Linked DNA regions of Mus musculus: region 1 is linked to region 2. The links are chromatin contacts, called in public HiChIP or PLAC-seq maps. All regions are on one chromosome and are shown on one strand. Each heading gives the region's core, a stretch centred on a gene start, on an enhancer-like site or on the middle of the called end of the contact. The rest is flanking DNA. Distances are from core to core; before and after follow the strand shown.

What was found. HiChIP or PLAC-seq counts read pairs in DNA pulled down with a chosen protein or histone mark.
Region 1: an H3K27ac HiChIP or PLAC-seq map of extraembryonic endoderm stem cells shows a contact between it and region 2, with 15 times the contacts expected there. The contact joins two enhancer-like sites. A contact is called at or near these places in 1 of 39 promoter capture datasets (liver) and 3 of 115 datasets of contacts at active chromatin or transcription factors (astrocytes, extraembryonic endoderm stem cells and stem cell-derived neural progenitor cells).

What each region holds. Positions count from the first base shown.
Region 1 is chr17:69,111,196-69,113,895 of GRCm38.p6, forward strand. It overlaps a transcript of Epb41l3 not described here. Among named protein-coding and RNA genes, the nearest start is that of Epb41l3, 47 kb to the right of the region's middle. Within about 2 kb of position 1,411, at least 5 of the 459 cell types and tissues checked have an H3K27ac peak or open chromatin away from gene starts, as enhancers often do. A contact at or near this core is called in extraembryonic endoderm stem cells, where this site is marked.
Region 2 is chr17:67,681,955-67,684,654 of GRCm38.p6, forward strand. No RefSeq gene overlaps it. Among named protein-coding and RNA genes, the nearest start is that of Lama1, 14 kb to the right of the region's middle. Within about 2 kb of position 1,382, at least 11 of the 459 cell types and tissues checked have an H3K27ac peak or open chromatin away from gene starts, as enhancers often do. A contact at or near this core is called in extraembryonic endoderm stem cells, where this site is marked.

The DNA of each region.
Region 1 (2,700 bases), core at 161-2,660, 1.4 Mb after region 2:
GCTGTGTACCCAGAAGACATTGCCTAGCATTTTGAACCACACTTCTATTTTAGCATTGAGAGTTTTAGTGGCAAGTAAGACACCTGGTGTGAATCCATTAATTCTACATACTTAATAGGTGTTCATAATGTAGTGTTTTACAGTCTTCTAATAAGGTTTTAATTAATTCTTTCAAGGAAGGTAATTTTCTTGTTAATTCATAGACCTTCCCAATTATGATAGTTTTTTGTCTTGATGACCTCATGTCACCCAGCACTGTTTCTTGATTATTCAATTCTGGAAGAAATAAGGGCAGTAGAGAAGTGTTTTTCTGATTTGATTAATTGATGCTTAAGATCTGTGTGAAAGAGGCAAGCCATTTATAGAGCTGGCTTCTCCTCCCCTCTCTTCCTCCTCCTCTTCTTTAGAATTATTTATTTATATGTATATGAGTACACTGTCACTTTCTTCAGACACACCAGAGGGCTTCGGACCCCATTACAGATACTTGTGAGCCACCATGTAGTTGCTGGGAATTGAACTCGGGGCATCTAGAAGAGCAGCCAGTGCTCTTTAATAGCTGAACCATCTCTCCAGCCCTCAGAGCTGGTTCTTATGTCCGCCTTCTAAACAGCTTGGTGAGCTGACCTAGAGCACAGGGTCTGTGACTCTGTAGCTTCAAGAGGGTGAGACAGGGAGACTGCAGGTTCAAGGCCTGCCTGGGATACAGAGGGGTTCTAAGCCAGCCAGGGCAGCCTGGGAGAGGCCACCTGAAACTAAAATGTAGAAACAGAGCTGGAAGCAACTCAGGGCTAGCGTGCTTGCCAGATATGTACAAGGCCCCAGTTCAATTCCCAGCACCATAGTCATATGTCATAATATTGCCTACCCCAGAGCGAAAAGACATAATTTACTATCAAAATGTAAACTGCAAGGGTGTGTGTGTGTGTGTGTGAGTGTGTGTGTGTGTGTGTGTGTGTGTGTGTGTGTTGGGTATTTTATTTCAGTACAAGACCCTACAAGAAAAAGGCTTTTCCCATATACATACTGAGTCCCATGGAATTAGAGTTCAGTAGCCTAGTTTTGTTATGTGCAATTAAGAGCAAAACAGTGAACCAGGCCAAGAAAAGGTCCGTGCTTTGTCAGCCACGCTGTTCCTTTACCCAGCTTGTGATTGAAGTCTACCCATAATTAAGTCCTTCTCCCCTGAGACTGGGCCCTGGTGCTTGTTTTTCTTAAGGGTCTGGATGATGCTCAAGTGCAGCATCATTAGCCTGTTTGGTCCTTCCATGGAGCCCATGTTTGTATAGTGATGTGACTGATGGAACAATGCCAAGAGATATGGCCAAGAGGCACAGAGTGGTTTTTAATGGCAATTGATTTGGAAGTAGACAATAGACAAAGCCAGAGCTAACACAGGCCATTCCCAGAAGTCTCCAGATACCCATAGTTCCCTGTAGTGATGCAAACAAAGCTTGATGATACTCCTGGGGACTAGGCAGTCCTACGTGTCCCTCTAACGTGACTTCTAGTGTTCTGTTTATTTCCCAGTCCTTTGATTTTGCAGCTCTGCACTAGAGTCTGTACACTTGCCTACTGCTTTTTGTATTGAAATTCATTGTACATAATTTTTATACTAATTTTTGTAACAAAATCTACTTGTTAAATAAACTGTGACTTTTAATTTGGGCAACACAGAAGACTAGTACCCCGATGAACGTTTTTATTTAAAAAAACAAAAGCCAAAAAATAAATTCCACTAAAATGGGATGATTTTCTAATAAGACTTTACTTCGGCTGAATTATTTTTGATTAGCTCACTGTCTTTCTGTTTTCAAAGACTGAGGAAATTTTCCATTATCTAAAGTATTTTGCATAAATAAAAACTCACTTAGCTTAATATTCTTTTACCGTAGACACATTGAAGATCTTCCCCAGATGATGATTGCCTGGGCAGTGGCTTGGCTGTTTTCCCATTTTTTTGGAATGTGGGGGTCATTGTAAAGAGTTACGTCATGCCTCTATAATGTGGTGTTCTTACTTTTAGAACAAAAAAACATTGATGGATTGAAAAATTGGGGCATTTACTTCATCTCTCTCTTCTTCTTGACATTACATTTTTATCTTTTACTTAGGGGTCAGAGTAGAGAGGCAGTTGCATAAAATTTTATGAAAGAAAACAACACACCCCAAGTCCCATCTGTGTTGCTATGTTGTGTTGTTTCTCATCTTTGCTATATAGTCTGAATGGTATGTCTACCCTCAAACTACTCTATGCTCATGACCTGGACCCCAGTTCCCTTGGGAACAGTGTCGAGTAGAGGGACCTGGGAGAGATGAAAAGATTGGATCCTGAATCGAGGGCCTCAGGATGGACAATGTTAACAACATCTTTGTGAAAGAGACACAAAGGAGGCCACTGACTCCTTCCAAGATGTGAGGTACAGACAAGAGGTCACATCCATGAACGAGAAAAATGGGTCCTCACCAGACACTAACTATAATGGAATCATTATCTTGGAATTCTCAGAGTCTGAGTCCATGAGAAATAGACTTCTATTGTTTATCAGTTACCCTGTTTATGGCATTTTTTAACAGCCCAAACAGACTTCATAAACTTGAAAAATGACACATGGCTATGTGGGTCCATTAATATTTTTGATAAAAAGGACAGAGAGAATATGAAAGATAGAGGATGAATAAATAGATAAATGGATGGAT
Region 2 (2,700 bases), core at 132-2,631:
TTGGGTTAGTGATCCCCAAAAAACACACACAGGAGCTGATCTGATGCAACTCACAGCAGGGTCTTTATTCTATTTGAGCTAGCTCAGCCCCCCCCCCAAAGTACCACCATCATCCAGGAAAGTTTTGGTGGTGGGGGAGCCCCGAATGTCTGTGGGGCAAGGCTTTAGAGTAAACAGCAAGCAGGGAATATGTGTGCAAGCATTTAATTGGAAAGTTACTGTGGTCTTTAGCATAATTGGCTGGTGCTGGGAGTCATATCATAAACTTAACTTCTGCTCCCCTCTGCATTGGTGGTCGTTAGGCAGGGGGTGGGCTTGTAACCTGGGGGTGCAGGTTTGTTGGGGGAATAACCTGGAGACACTGGTCTTGTTGGGGGTGTAACCTGGAAACTCTGCTCTTGTTGGGGATTGGCCTAGAGACTCGGGTTCTGTTGGGGCAAGGCTCGGGTTCTGTTGGGGAGCAACTTGGAAACTAATGCTCGATACGAGACTGTTAGTCTACCTGAGTTCAAACTTAGGTCAGGTTCTCTAAACTGGGGTCTGAATTTAAAAGCTTTGGCGTCTCAGACACACCATGGGTATCACATTGTCCAAAGTCACCCTAATGTCTTAGCCCATGCAGATCTTCCTGAAGACTCAAATGGACTCACTCAATTCATTTAGTGGCTTGTTTCTTTATTTGCTTAGTGGTAGTCAGATTTACCCCAGAGCTTCAAACTATGCAAGCATGCAAGTTCTACTACTGAGTCATATTCTCAGATTTCTTTTTAACGTTCTTTTGAAATAAGTTCTCACAGAATTGCCCAAGTTAGCCTTGAATTTGAGAAGGTCTTGCTTCAACCTCCCAAGAAGGTAGGGTTGCAGACCTGTCTCAGCGATACTGGGTTATGTCTTTATTTATTTTACAGGACCTCAAGATATAACCCTGACCTTTAACTGCTGCGGAACTGCCATTTAGAAGTTGAGAAAGAAAAGAGACAGAAGAAAAAAATCTAGAATGCAAACAAGTAAAATGCATCCCGTTGTAAGCCACAGACAAAGAAAGTGAGAAGTAAGAGCTAAAAAGAAAAGTTGATTGACAGAGAAAAGTATCCAGTAGTGACAACGGATGAAGGATTGTAAAATATCTGTATGCTCAAAAACGAGAGGAGGAGGAGGATGGATTTGATAAAAAGGAAAGACCAGAGAAGAGAAAAAAGCTTAAGGGGGATTTCTAGAGACCTGAAAAAAATATGTCACCAAAGTCAGGAGTCACTGAGGAAGACTAGCATTTCATAATGGGGAAGGGAGGCTCATCCGATCTGTAGACAAAGTGATCCAAGCTACGAGAATGCAGAGATAGAGAACAAAAGACCCTACGTCATGGGCCCTGTAACAGTAACCTGCGGGATAACATCGTGCTGTGTCCTGCACAAGCCACTAGAATTCCAGAAGAACACATACAAGGAAAGACTACAAACGTTTAAAGGAACAGTGGCCCAGACTTTCTTAATTCCATCAAACCCTCATGCGAACAAACCTAAGCATCACAATGAACAGCACACAGTACATAACAAATAAAAGAAAAATGGGTTAGGACACAGCACCATCAAATCACTGAGAACCACCAAGATTAAATTGTGAGAGCAGACAGGAGAGCAAGATCTACTGTCCTCGGGGAAGCAAAGATAAGGCTTAGGGAAGACTGCATCCGAAAGCCCTCAAGCTGGATGACAATAGAGTGGAGTCCTCCAAGGACTGAAAGAAAACAGCTGCCACCCTGGAATTCTACTCCTAAGAAAACCATCTTTCAGCACAGAGCAAAGCAGACAGTTAGCTGAATTGATGAGCTCTGAGTTCAACGAGAAAGAACGGCTTCAGTAAATAAGTAGAAAACCATCAAAACGGACAAGGCATGCCTGGTCTCATAGGAAGAACTTATGTCAACTTCCCTGATGAACTACACCAGGCATTTAAATGAGAAACAATACATTCTTTTCTATACTCGGTCTATTAAATACAAAAAGAAACTCTTACAACTTATTTTTGAGGCCAACAATATACTGATATCACAACTATGAATGTACATGACAAGTCGAAGAATACTATCAACTCATAGTCCTCAGAAGTAAAGATGCAAAATTCCTTATCTAAATGCCGGGAAATTAAATCCACATGGAATCAATAACTCATTATCACCATATGGAGCTTCCCCAAGAGATAAAAGATCTGTTTAATATACTGGAAGGCTTTACAAAAAGAATCTATATGATTACTTTAACAGATATGGTTACATCACAAGTGTCTGTCTTTTTAGCGATATGCCCAGATGCCAAACTCTACAGTATATATACTATATATATATATTAGCATAATGTCTGCCTAGACACATCCTCCATAGACTCAGGCCATCTCAAGGGTATTTACAACAGCCAAAGCCATGCTTGTACATGTTCAACATAGACAGAAAAATATTTTTCTTCAGTATCTTTAATACACAGTTGGTTAAACCTCTCTAGATGTAAAAATCAGGGCAGTGTTTTCAACAGGGATGGGATGAATAGAAAGAAGGAAGGCAAGAAGACAGGCAGCAGGAAGAAAAGAAGGAAGGAAGGAAGGAAGGAAGGAAGGAAGGAAGGAAGGAAGGAAGGAAGAAGGAAGGAAGGAAGACATTTTGTGAGTGAGGAAGGTGTCTTATCAGGAATGAGGGTGGGCTTACAT